Linked DNA regions of Mus musculus: region 2 is linked to region 1. Evidence: chromatin contacts called from public HiChIP or PLAC-seq data. All regions are on one chromosome and are shown on one strand. The core of a region is the stretch at or near the end of the contact, and the rest is flanking DNA. Distances in the headings are between cores, read along the strand shown.

Region 1 (7,019 bases), core at 2,949-5,448:
ATTAAGGTACTTTTTAAATGTATTAGTGCAAACATTTGATAAGCAGGTTACAACAAAGAGGTGGACTTTTTGGAATACCTTAGATGCTATCCAGTGATGCTACTAGCTTTTGGGTTGGTAGAAGCCAATAGTCTGTAAGTTCATTCATTCAAGGTTCTACCTTGAAGTCACAAGGACAGGAACAGAAAAAACAAAACAAAAAGAAGACAAAACAAAAAACAAAAAACAAAACAAACAGACAGGAACAGAAAAAAACAAAACAAAAAAAGACAAACAAACAAAAAAACAAAAAAACCCCACATCAGCGGGAGGTCTGAAGATGACTCAAGATAAAGTTTAATTAGGGTCTGAACCTGCAACACACTGCTGGATTCACAGTCTCCAAATTTCTAAAGTTAACCAGCCTCGCTGAAGGGTCAGTGAAAGGTGGTTTCCTTCACAGCAAGCAACAGGATGTGTTTGTTTAAACAGCTGAGACTTAGACTTACTTAATGCCAGGAATCTGCTCTGCGCTCACTCAGAGCATGGTGATAGTGGTGTGGTTTAGAGCCTGACCTTAAACTTAGAGATCTGGGAGTTTCGGAGAAACTGAAAACAGACACGTTAGTGACTAAAGAGAAAGGTGAAGATATGGACAAGTGAACAAAAACGCCCAGAATTCAAGGTCAGACAGTGGGACCGGGAGATAGGGATGGTTTCAAAACTAAACTCGTAGGGCATTCAGAGGGACAGGAAGAACTCGGTGCAGGAGAGGAGAGCACAAATGCTTCAACAAATGCTGAGTGTGTGTGATTACTGAAGGAGCTTCCGTCTCTCTGTTAAGCACCCACCTAGCATGTAGAAATAAGCCTAATCTGCATGAAAAGAGGTTACTGCACTCAAGAATGCCACTTCTGATGGGAAAGGTTGCTGGGAATTAAGGAGCATTATCCATGCTAGTCAGGGGACTTTCTTCCACAGGATACATTTAGTTCCAGATTAGACATGGAATTTTCAAAATTAATTATGGAGAGAGAGAGTTCCTGACTGAGACCTTTGCCTGTTTCTCCTGTCCCTTTATGACTTTGATAATTAGTTTATTTTGAAAGGTTTCCTTCTTTCTTTCTCTCTCTCTTTCTTTCTCTTTCTTTCTTTCTTTCTTTCTTTCTTCCTCTCTCTCTCTTTCTTTCTTTTCTTCCCCCCTCTCTCTTTCCTTTCTTCCGTTTTTTCAAGACAGGATTTCTCTGTATAACCCTGGCTGTCCTGGAACTCACTCTGTAGACCAGGCTGGCCTCAAACTCAGAAATCTGTCTGCTTCTACCTCCCAAGTGCTGGGATTAAAGGCGTGTGCCACCACCGCCCTGCTTGAAAAGTTTCTTTAATGACTTGAACTTGATTTTGCTTCTCTGGGACTTTGCTTCATCATCTATCTATGAAGACAGGCAATAATAGTGGGTGGCTTTCAACATCCCCCCACAGTAAGACCGACTCAGTTAGTACCACAGAACATTACAAGGTAAGCTGACCACATAAGTTATAGAAGGGCATATAGGATCTATAGAAAAGTTGGCGATGTGTGATCTCTTTCCACAGGTCAATGTTGTATGTGTCTATGAAGTATATGTGGGTAGACATTCGTCTTTGTGCATGTATGGTGTGTGGTGTATGCCCCTGCATGCATGCACCTGTATCCATGTATGAACCTGCATGCATGTACCTGTGTTGTGTATGCACCTGAATGTATGTGGCAGCCAGAGGTGAGTATTATGGTGTCTTCCTCTGCTGTTTTCTATTTTACTTTTTGAGACAGGGTCTGTCATTGAACATGGCGCTCATTTATTGAGCCAGACTGACTAGGCAGCAAGCCCCCAGGATTGTCTCTCATTCACTTTTCCCTTTCAGGGGTGGGGGAATGCGAATGTGCACAGTTGTTGTTCCTGGTCAGCGGTTACATGTTCAGCGGGGACTTAACTCAGGTCTCCATGCTTGCCAGCAAGCACATTACCCACTGTCTTAGTCAGGGTTTCTATTCCTGGACAAAACATCATAACCACGAAGCAAATCAGGGAGGAAAGGGTTTATTTAGCTTACACTTCCATATTGCTGTTCATCACCAGGGAAATCAGGACTGGAACGCAAGCAGGTCAGGAAGCAGGAGCTGATGCTGAGGCCATGGAGGGATGTTCCTTACTGGCTTGCTTCCCCTGGCTTGCTCAGCTTGCTCTCTTATAGAACCCAAAGATGGTCCCACCTACAATGGGACCTCCCCCTTGATCACTAGTTGTGAAAATGCCTTGCAGCTGGATCTCATGGAGGCATTTCCCCAACTGAAGCTCCTTTCTCTGTGATAACTCCAGCGGTGTCAAGTTGACACAAAACTAGCCAATACACCCACTGATCCATCTCCCCAGCCCTATCAACACAAATGAAAACAAGATGCACTTTTAAAACTACATGGTCCTGTTACTTACCAACTAGTTAAAATCACTTTTATGTAATTAAAACGTCAAGAAATTGTTGAAAATTTCCTGTGTTTTCCCTATAAATATAAATTACAGTTAATGCTTGAAGCTTTTCTCCTAGGATACCAGAATTAAACTTTGCCATTTAAGCTGAGTTGGTAGATTTTGGCTTACATAAGTAATAGCTACACGTGACTTTAGATCTAACCCAAAATAAAACATAATTTTCCTAATGCTTTAATGTTATAGTAGACTTACTTTTATAGTTATGTGAAATCTAAATAATTATGTTCTTAACTGGACAATGTTATACATGCCTGTAACCTCAGAACCTAGACACTAGAGGCAAGAGAATCAAAAGTTCAAACTTGACTTCAAGTTGAAGACAGTCTGGACTATAAGAGATTCTGACTCAAATAAATTAAAGATAGATAGATAGATAGATAGATAGATAGATAGATAGATAGATCTTTTAAGTATAATCTAACATCACTAAATAAATAAATTTTTCAAAATGTTAGACATTGAATAAATAAACATCCAGGTAAATAATATGTCATTAGTACTGTCTTACCAGGTCTGTGATGGAAGGTCTATCAATGCAAATATTATAAATACACAAAATAACTTATCAGTTATTGAACATTTATCTGGAACAAAGTCATAAATTCAATATTATGCATAATACAAAAGGGAAAGAAATTTTTGTTAGAAAACAGATTTGTCATCCAAAACTTAGAGAGGAAGTCATATTGCAAAACAGAGATAGGAATAACAAAACAAACCACAAAAAAAAACCCCAAACAAACATAAAATCACTCAACATGGCCACTCAAATCCTAAAATAAATAAGAATATGCTGATTCTTAATTTGCTCAACCAGGAAAAAACAAGTGATGATCCAAACAAGAAGGTACTTGGCAAAAGGCTTATAAACAAGAGTTTGAAAGCCATTGCTTGAACTATAAACATGGAATTTTTTAAGTCTTCATAAAGAACGAAGAGCTTACAATATTTGCTAGACACATATTAGTACGCCATAATCTTCTCTGAGCTAGAAGATGGACAGTATTGTTACCCTGTAGCAAGTCCTCGGTAAAAATATGTCAAAGAAGATAATTAAGGAACCAGCTATTGCTTAGTTTATCCCAACATCCTTCACAAACTTAGAGCAGTAACTACCTGCAGGAGATGCCACACTTCTGTTATTTGCAAGCAACTTATTTTTATTTAGTGAAAGAAAAAAAATCTAATAACGGTTGTTTTAAATCTTATCCTCAGAGTTATGATATGAAAAATGTGCGTGCATGGTAATAATCATTATTTATAGTGTCTTATGGGCTAGGCACCATTCACAATCATGTATATATTTAATTTGTATAAAACTCTCTGAGGTTATGCAGTTCTTAACATTTGTGCCATTATAACCAAAACACTCAAGAGAATGAATTAAAGAAGGATTTGCCTTGGCTCAGAGATTCCAGCGCACAGTCTTTGGCACTATTGATTCTGGACTGTGGTAAAGGAATGGCCATGGAGACTGCTCACCTCATGGTAGACAGGAAGCAGAAATGGGGCTGGGGACCATGTGTTGCCTTCACAAGCACATGATTCACAAAGCCCCAGTTCCTTTGAACTTTGTTTTTAACGTGGATTACCATTGGATACCTCCAAATGTCTTAGAGGCACTGCCTCTATGATGAGTTTGCCGCAGCTTGGAAACTCTTGCTCAGCGTCCTCCCTATCAAGGTCTAGGAGAGATCTGAGGTTTTCACCCTGTGTGAAAGCAAGCAATTCAGGGCACCAGCTTTCTGAGCAAAGACACAGCCTGGGGCTGGAGACAAGACATCCTTGCTCCAAGAACAGCAGGCAAGCATGAGCGTGCTTTGTACAGTAGGTCATCATGCCACATGAAAGTAATGAAAGGAAGCATTGTGAATACCACAAACAGAGTAGGGTGGTACCTTAGCCATGTCATCTCAGGAGTAAGAGTATGCAACTTATCTTATTGGGCTATAAGAAAATTGTCCGGCCTTTGTTTCAGAGAGAGTTTATTAGGCTGGGCTATTAACAAACCAGCTTTCTGTTCTGAAAAACAAAGCTATCCAGATTTTTTAAGAGTACTTACTCACTGCACAAGCATTCCCAAAAAGATAGTTCAGAATGAAACTGTGATCTGTGTGTGCCCACACCCTCAAGGTGCTGGGAACTATCCTTCAGCAAGCTTGTACTGACAGAGTGTGAGGAATACTCTTGTTCTATGGTATTGCCCTTTCCCATTTATCTTAAATCGCCATTGAACGTGATAAAACCTAACAGAATTCAGGGAATGTTACCTACAAATATGGTACTTTGGTTTTTGGTCACGGTCACAGCAATCTATCTAATACAGTACCTTACAAAATCAAAGTTTCACTCCGAGATCCTTAGCGAAACTAGCAAGATATGATTCTCATCAAATGCTTTTGTCAAGTTTAGTCCACTCTCACTTCTGCATGGAGTCTTAGGAATGGATACTGTTCTTGGCTCTTGGTAGCCCAAGTTTAACAAATGGGATTTGTTAGGAAATTCAACCCAGAATGGATGACTTCCAAGCCCACATTAGCACCAATACATTTTACAGACATGAATTCCTGTAGGATTTACCATGGTCACCATTATGCCACAGCACTCATACAAATGTTTTAAGTGGTTGAAACACTGGTCTACAGCTATTTATCTAATTTCAACTGTTTAAATGATTACTATTCTGGAAAACGCACAAGTGCCTTTATATACACAAAACAGATGGGAGGAAAGAGAGCTAAGGTTAGAATGTTTGTGAATCAAATCTTCCATGTAGGGAGCGAGAAAGATGGCTCAGTGGGTAAGACCACTTTCTGGGAAAACAAGGAAATCTGAGTTCAGTCCTTTAGTACCCACATAAGAAGCTGGGCAGGGACATAACACATGGTTGTAATCCTAGTGCTATGGGGACAGAGGGTCACCAGGGCTTGCTAGCTGACAGCCTAGCTCCAGAATCAGTACAAGTCCCTATATTGGAAAAATAAGGTAGAGAGTGATAGAGGACAGTAGACATTCTCCGTTGACCTCCACAGGTATGCAGTCCATACCTGTGTGCATACCTCCCCAAAGCACACACAAGACACTATTTATTGTTCCACCTTCATACATACTTCAAGATAAAGGTTTTTGTTACTACAATTTTCCAGATATAGAAAGTATGCTTATGTATTCCAAGATCGCTCAATGGGGAAAGACACTTGCTGCCAAGTTTGGTGACCTGAATTTGATCCCACACAGTAGAGGGAGAGAACCAACTCTCACATGCTGTCCTTCAACCAATACACACACACACACACACACACACACACACACACGATGAGGGAGGGGGACTGGAGGAGAGAATACATAATTAAATATAATTTTTAAAATGAATAAGTATTTAGCAATGTTTGACAAAAACATTACAAACTTCAAATAATCATTAAGTAACAGAGCTCAAATTGGAGGCTAGTGTGGTCTGTTGTCCTTACCTCTCCACTGTTTCCTGACAGCACATATATTCGAAGTTTGGTTACTTTCAAACAAGATAAGGTAGGCTGAATTCTAATATACCTTTCCTGGAATCTTCTTTGAAAACCAACTTTCTGCAAACACTAATGGATAAAGAGAAAGCAATTTGTGGCATGAAATAGAGAGTTGGTATGCATGCAGCACATTCATGCCCAAGAGCCCTTGTGTGAGCAGTCAGGGACACATGGCTTGTTAGGAGTCAAAGCCATACAATGCGGTCACATCACACAAGCAAATGATGCTTACTTATACCTCCAAGTCATACTTGCCTGCTCATAGCGTGAAGATGTCATAAAGCCCTGCCTGTCACAGAGTACACTGGTCATCTGTAGAAGTTAAGTCTGCTTCTTCATCCCACCTCCATGATCCAAGAGATAAGTCCCAGCTTAAGATACATTTACAAATACCTTAGCCATGTAGCTAGGCTCTTCTTCGGCTAGATCATAACTTTAAATAACCCATTTATTCTAATCTACATTTGCCATATGGTTGGTCACCTGTGCTCAGGTACTATGCATAGTCCATCTGGGTCACATCTTCCCGGGCAAATCTCCTACTTGGTACTATCCCAGAATCCTTTCTGCTTCCCAGATGTCCCACCTCCTATTTCTTGCCTAAACTATCAGCCACAAGATTTTTATTGACAGGTGCCACATTCATACAGACACAAGACATTTTTTCTACAGCCATCTATTGCTATACAGTCATGTGCTGCACAGTGCTGTTTTGACTACTTATTAATCATGTATATCCTAGTGTTCCCATAATATTATAATGGAATAAAGAATTGTCTGTAATCTAATGACACTGTTAGGCATCAAAGTGCACAATGCACTACCAGTCATAAAAAAGTGTGTCCTAGTCAGTTATTATATAGTATTAATGACTAACCACGTGACAGGTTTATGTATTTACCTCTTATCATTATTTTAGAATATCCCTCCTATTTTTAAAAAGAACAATTTACTGCCAAACACTATGCCATGGAAAGCTGGCATCAGT
Region 2 (7,019 bases), core at 2,117-4,616, 270 kb before region 1:
GTGAAGAGTAGCATCAGAAACCACAACATTTAAAGAGGCATCAAATTAACTTGGGAGCCTTTAAAAAGGACATTGTGTGACTCCAGGCTGCCAAGTGGGTGCAGTTCACTTTATCAGCCAAATAACAAGAATTTTAATAAAAGTACAAATGTATTAATTGGCTGAAGCACAGGATTTTCTTTTATATATACAATTTCCATAACATTCTTGAATGATGAGTTACTGACTTCACAAAATGATTCAATGGGCTTTTTAGAAAAGTTAATTACTTTGACTACTACTCAAATGTTAAGCATCTGCCCTCTGAACTTACATGGCATTATAAGTCTTTTCCCTTTGGAAATAGGAAGAATAACACTTCCTCACAACACTTTGTTTGGTGGTACATTTTCACCTCTCTTAAACTCTTAATGGTTGTTTAATAATAATATCTTAGGGCTGGGGAGATGGCTCAGTGGATAAAGAGCCTACCCAGGAAGCCAGATGAATTCAGACTCCAGGTAATAACTTACTATCATGCCAATGACCCAGTGTAGCATGGGTTCAAATCCCCCATACTCAAGTAAAAAGTTGGAAATGATGACACCTCTGTAGCCCTAAAAATGAGAGGCAGACAGAGGTAGACACCATGATCTACCTGATCAGCCTGTCTTCTAAGTTGGTAAACCCCAGGTCTAGTGAGAGAAAATAAACAAGGTAGAGAATGATTGGTAGAGACATCAATATCTGCCTTTGGCCTCTGTACTGGCTAGTTTTGTGTCAACTTGACACAGCTGGGGTTATCACAGAGAAAGGAGCTTCAGTTGAGGAAATGCCTCCATGAGCTCCAACTGTAAGGCATTTTCTCAATTAGTGATCAAGGGGGAAAGGCTCCTTGTGGGTGGGACCATCTCTGGGCTGGTAGTCTTGGTTCCATAAGAGAGCAGGCTGAGCAAGCCAGGAGAAGCAAGCCAGTAAAGAACATCCCTCCATGGCCTCTGCATCAGCTCCTGCTTCCTGACCTGCTTGAGTTCCAGTCCTGACTTCCTTGGTGATGAACAGCAGTATGGAAGTGTAAGCCGAATAAACCCTTTCCTCCCCAACTTGCTACTTGATCATGATGTTTGTGCAAAATAGAAACCTTGACTAAGACAGCCTCCCACATGTACTTATAGTCACCTGCACATGTGCATGCATGCACACAAATATACATATATGCACACACAGATACATATATATGTGCATACACACACACACACACACACACACACACACACACACACACACCATGCTACACTGGGTCATTGGCATGATAGTAAGTTATTACAAAGATAGTGACCTGGACTCTGAATTCATTTTGCTTCCTGGGTTACCACCTTATCTATTCTGCATGCATACATACATACATGCATACATACATGCATATATAGACAAATACAAACACTTATACACAGACATAAACAGTACATACAGACAAAATAAATAAATTTTAAAATCTCTTAAGTGTCTTGTGTTTAATATCATCACAGAATTACATAGATCTCTGTAAAGAGCTCCAACATGTCAGCCTTTGTTTAAAGAAGTGGCCATAATTCTGCTGTCAGTATTCGGGATGGGGCTCTAGAAACACTGGCAATTATCTGAACTCTCCACGTGACCTGAAGGTGTGCTCCCTACCTCTGAACTCAGAACCGTCAGTGTGGAGACAGCTATCAATAGACAGGGGGAGTTACATCATCTCTTGTTCTAGACACTACAATTCTGCCAAAGCAACTGAAGACAGACACAGAATTTTAATGGCAGATGCACCTGAGCTCATATGTGCTTCATGATCGACCGACAGCTACGTACTCTTCCTATCAACTTCCCCCAAGTTATACAGTCCTCATTCTGTACACATGGAGTCCATTTGTCCGCATGTTTTTGGTTTTAGGTTTTTGGTTTTGGGAGCTTGTTTTGTTTTATTTTTGCTGTGATATTTTGTGCTATTTACTGACTGTGATTGTATTAGCAGCAGTATCAAATAAAGCAGACACTGGGTGCTAGGCAACTGCTAAGCCTGGGGTTAAGTAGAGTGCTTTTTATTCAATTCTTTTATTGGATTTCCACACCAACCGTATGGAAAAGATAATAACATTATCTCATTCTATAAGTAAGTAATTTGAGGCTTTGGAGTAGATTAGTAGGTCTATTTTCCTACTCTGTCAAAATAATTTTAGTACACTTATTGTATGATTAGTCTAAATCCCTGTCTGTATATGCACATGCTTATATAGGTCAGCTTTTCATCAACCCTCACAGATACAGTCTATATATTATAGAATTCAGACAGCCATAAAAATATAAAAGAGGAGAGAACCTCAGTATTGAGTCCCATCACTAGAGATCTCCACCCCAATGTTGTCACCAGCATGTAGGGCATATCCATCAAGATGGACACCACTTCTTCTTTTGTAAAGTTCCCGTTCCCCCAATAAGCCTCTCAGTCAACCTGGCAAACTCAGTCCAGAACACCTACTTTCATGAACCAGTTCTATCTCCAGAAATGACCTCGTCTCTCGGCGGTCACCATGTCACCACATTGTGACCATCCTTTCAAGATATGGTCCTGGAATTTTGTCTAGTTCTAACAGTTCTGATCTGTTAAGTTTGCAGAGTCTAACTCACAATGTATTGTACTCTGCTTCCTTTTTTTGGATCGTTTCCATGCTTCTGACCAACAATTACTTTTTGGCAGGTATGAAAACTAAGGTTTTTTTTTGTCCTAATTTGCCTTGTACACCAAAAGAACAGACCATCTTTGATCAGTTTCACGTGATAAATTTCATCTCTTTCAAAAATTCCCAACAAGCCTTGGCTTCCACGGACTAGCCTTGCTCTAAGCAGCCCTGTCTACGGAGACTGCTGAAGAAGGAGAATGCGCTGCTTGTCTGTGAATCTGTCAACATTAGATCACCTGCCCCAAGGGATGGGCAAATCACTTCCTTGTTTTTCTTACTCAAAACTCAAACCCCACTCTTGTAATTTCCCTTCATATTTTCCTAATATTTAGTTTTGCATCCCTTTCAAGTCTCAGCTCATTCTGGGCGGTAGCCTTTCTGACACCTTAAGCTCATAATTGTATGCTAAGTGGAGTTTTGGCCCAAAGCTCTGAACACACAGCTAGCTAAAACCTTAGATATAAATTCCAGCACCAAGAGGAAATGTGTTATCTCCTTCATCTCTCTCCTTTTGTGAACAGGTCCTAAGACCACCTTACAGTAAATTCAAAGTTTGCTACAAGTGAAATCACTCTTCTCAGAACTTTCTCAACATAGTCACCCTCTTGTTTTTCCAAAAGCCAGACAGTGGTCAGGGTCATGAGTCACACCATAGATTCTGTTCTTATGTTGATGGTTCTTTGTAGGTGTCTCAGCTAATTCTCAATTAAGCTGAACAAGACAGTCGTCTCTTCAGTGCTCCAGAATCTGACTTGAAAATCCACCATGGCTTCCTCAATGGCATGATGGGAGAGAATGACAGGTAGGCTGACATTATTGACTCTGCCTTCCAGGAACCCAGAGCAACATGAAGAAACACTACAGGCCACAGTGCCTGAGGAAACACTTACAAGCCACTGTGGTTTGTCAAACTCAGGAAAAGACTTCTCATTTTTACAAGGAAGAGTTTCTGAGACAAAAGGATGGACCATCTAGAGACTGCCATATCCAGGGATCCATCCCATAATCAGCTTCCAAACGCTGACACCATTGCATACACTAGCAAGATTTTGCTGAAAGGACCCTGATATAGCTGTCTCTTGTGAGACTATGCTGGGGCCTAGCAAACACAAAAGTGGATGCTCACAGTCAGCTATTGGATAGATCACAGGGCCCCCAATGGAGGAGCTAGAGAAAGTACCCAATGAGTTAAAGGGATCTGCAACCCTATAGGTGGAACAACGTTATGAACTAACCAGTTCCCCGGAGCTCGTGTCTCTAGCTGCATATGTATCAAAAGATGGCCTAGTTGGCCATCACTGGAAAGAGAGGCCCATTGGACTTGCAAACTTTATATGCCCCAGTACAGGAGAACGCCAGGGCCAAAAAGTGGGAGTGGGTGGGTAGGAGAGTGGGGGAGGGGGGGAGGGTATGGGGGACTTTTGGGATAGCATTGGAAATGTAAATGAGGAAAATACCTAATTAAAAAAAAAAGAAAAAAAAAGAAGAAAGAAAAATGGAGGTATGCCAAGGAGCCTTTAAGTATTGTTTCTCTTTTCAATCTATTAGAAGCGGCATTAAAAATCGCATTGTATCCCATTATGGCCTGAAAAAAAAAAAAAAAAGAAAATCACGTCAACACCACTACTTTTTATGACTCTCTCTTACCAACAGCCAACTCCAACAATTTTGGAAGAGTGGGCCATTTCAGGTTCACTCTGTAAGCTAAATTATTGAGGAGACCACAGAGGAATTAGGGATGGTAAGCACAAAGTCCCAGACAGGTAACTTCTGATGACTAGCCAGCTCCACTCCACAAATACAAGAAGGAAAGTTTGTAGACCACAGTCAACAGAAACCCTTCTTGGATGTACGATCAGGTCTAAGCCACATGCTCTTGACACCATACTCACCTATATTTGCTCCTATCTATTTGCCATACCATGCCATACTATCTGGAATGGATTCTCACAGGTCTCCTTTCCCTATTTTTTTTTTAAGGTCCCATGTGGTCACCTAAAGAAGGAATAAGTTCCATTTTGCTCTCCTACTCTGGGGTCTGCTAAGTGAGCCATGACACTTTTCCAGGTAGTTTAATCTTGGATTGAGGGATCAGGCATTCTTTTGTAAAGTTCAACAAAAGTTACTGAAGTAGAAGGCATACATGGAAAGTGCATATTTATAAAGATATTGCTCAACAGAAGTTCATCAACTGATATATCATTTGATTATACCATACCTCCCAAAAAAGAACCTCCGTGTGCTTTCTGAACTCAATCCTACTCTCAAGCGTCTCCAAACAGACATCTGTTTAACTTGTTTGTGTGTTTTGCATACTCAGATTCACGAAGTTCACATGCAGTCTCTTGGCGACTTTTTTCAACAACATCTTTATGAGATTCATTCATGTTGATGTAGGTATTGGTGTGCCATTTTGTTATTGCTGTTGCTGTTGCTGTTGCTGCTGCTGCTGCTGCTGGGTTACCTTCCATGTGATGAGTATTCTGAATTGCTTTCTCTCTACTGTTGCTATGACATGGTAACTTCTAGTTTGGGTCCATTACAAATAACTCTACTGCGCATCTACTTCCCTTCCCACAATCATACACATCCACTTTTGCTGCAGAAATACTTGGAAGTGGAATTGCTTGATGACAGGAATATATTCATGTTCAGCTTATAGAAACATTGCTTGTTTTTGCATTTGTTTTTATTTCTCCCTTTTTTCATCTTCAACATCTTTTAAAGAAGATAAAATGCACACATGCTGGCAAAATACATTTATAGAAAAAGTACAAACTTTTATAAGCTCAATGGTAAGAAATTAGCCAGCCTTTGAAACATTCCTTAAATTCCCCTGAGAGGTCTCTACAAATTTAGCTTCTTACACCTTGGTTCATGATTTTCCATGGATTTGTGTAACTGGATGTGGAAATTGCAAAAAACTGGGAACAATTTTGAGTGCTTAATGACCAACAAGTAATTCTAAATCAAGCATATAATAAATCCAGGGTCGTTAGGGAAACCCTCACTCAACCTTGCCAGTCTGTCAGGCAACATGGTCCCTGGAGCCCTACATAGTCCTAAACATATTTCTGCCATTTTGTATTGTTTATTTATGCAAAGACATATTCTCAGCATTGATAATTATAAAATAAAATATTGATAAACACTGGGGAATTTTGAAAACTCTCTACACCCTGCATTATCAAACATTCACCTCAGATTTAATACTTCATATGAAAATGAACAAGCATATCTGTCTTAGCTGCTTTTCTATTGCTGTGATAAGACTTTATTCTAACTTATAGAAAAAAAAAGAGTTTGTTGGGACTTACAGTTCAGAGGGTGAGTATAGGGGGAGGAGCTGATAGTAAAATCTGAATCCTTAATTGGTTCTTGATTTGATTAATAATGAAGGTAGAAGCCAATTGCTGGACAAAGGGTAAAGATATGCCTTCCAGGTCCCAAGAGTTAAAAAAAAAAGGTGGGGGCGGGGGGGACCCAAGGTAAAAGAGAGGGCTTTTGAAGCCATGCACTGAAAGGAAAAGAAAGCAGCAGTCATGTTAGGCCTCAGGGGCACCTAGGGCCTTAAGCCTCCAACGTGGGTGGGGTCTGAGGGGGTTGGCAGGAGCCAGCTGATAACTGATAAGATTAGGTCAGGAGATTCAGGGCCCAGCAATTGTGCTAGTAGACAAATTCTAAAACAATAAGGCTAAGTATGTGTGTTTTATCCTCAGATTCAAAGGTCTCTGGTGGGGCTGGTAACATAGCTCCCCGGAAAAGGCAGTAGCTGGTGGTTTGGCAAAGATAGCCACCTGGTGCAAAAGAGAAGCCAAAGGAAGCCTGTGGGACATGGACAACAGCTCCTGCCTTTTCCGGGTTGGGGGATGATTGTGATTGCATTGGAACAAAGGGAGCTGGAACGGGTCAGAGTGAAGGCCAAGCTCCCAGGAAAGGCAGAAGTGTGGTTTTAAAATTACACATAACAGGTGAGTCCATGACTATCATGGCAGTGAGCATGGCAGCAGGCAGGCAGGCATGGTGCCCAAATAGTAACTGAGAGCTCACACCTTGAGATACAACCATGAAATAGAGAGAGCTAGCTGAAAATGGTATGGACTTTTGAAACCTCAAAGACCTTCCCAGTAATGCATCTCCTCAAACAAGAGCACACCTCCTAATCCTTCCCAAACAGTTCCTCAAACCGGGGAATAAGCATTCAAACATATGAGCCAATGAGGGGAATTCTCTTTCAAACAATCACAATATTTACCTCATTAGTGTACTTTTATCTATTTCAGTATACTTTCATATTTTAACTTTAATGACAAAACTAAA

The links. HiChIP or PLAC-seq counts read pairs in DNA pulled down with a chosen protein or histone mark.
Region 2: a BATF HiChIP or PLAC-seq map of CD8 T cells shows a contact between it and region 1, with 7 read pairs. The contact joins two enhancer-like sites. A contact is called at or near these places in 1 of 15 datasets of contacts at CTCF or cohesin (large pre-B cells), 26 of 484 Hi-C or Micro-C datasets (the 63-12 cell line, B cells, the C10 cell line and 19 more), 8 of 115 datasets of contacts at active chromatin or transcription factors (the 230-238 cell line, CD8 T cells, Th17 cells and 4 more) and 1 of 9 other capture datasets (embryonic stem cells).

What each region holds. Positions count from the first base shown.
Region 1 is chr10:19,494,128-19,501,146 of GRCm38.p6, forward strand. The region is part of intron 2 of Gm33104 (predicted gene, 33104); the gene reads left to right. Among named protein-coding and RNA genes, the nearest start is that of Gm33104, 11 kb to the left of the region's middle. Within about 2 kb of position 4,199, at least 34 of the 459 cell types and tissues checked have an H3K27ac peak or open chromatin away from gene starts, as enhancers often do. A contact at or near this core is called in CD8 T cells and Th17 cells, where this site is marked.
Region 2 is chr10:19,223,580-19,230,598 of GRCm38.p6, forward strand. No RefSeq gene overlaps it. Among named protein-coding and RNA genes, the nearest start is that of Gm40607, 16 kb to the right of the region's middle. Within about 2 kb of position 3,367, at least 8 of the 459 cell types and tissues checked have an H3K27ac peak or open chromatin away from gene starts, as enhancers often do. A contact at or near this core is called in CD8 T cells and Th17 cells, where this site is marked.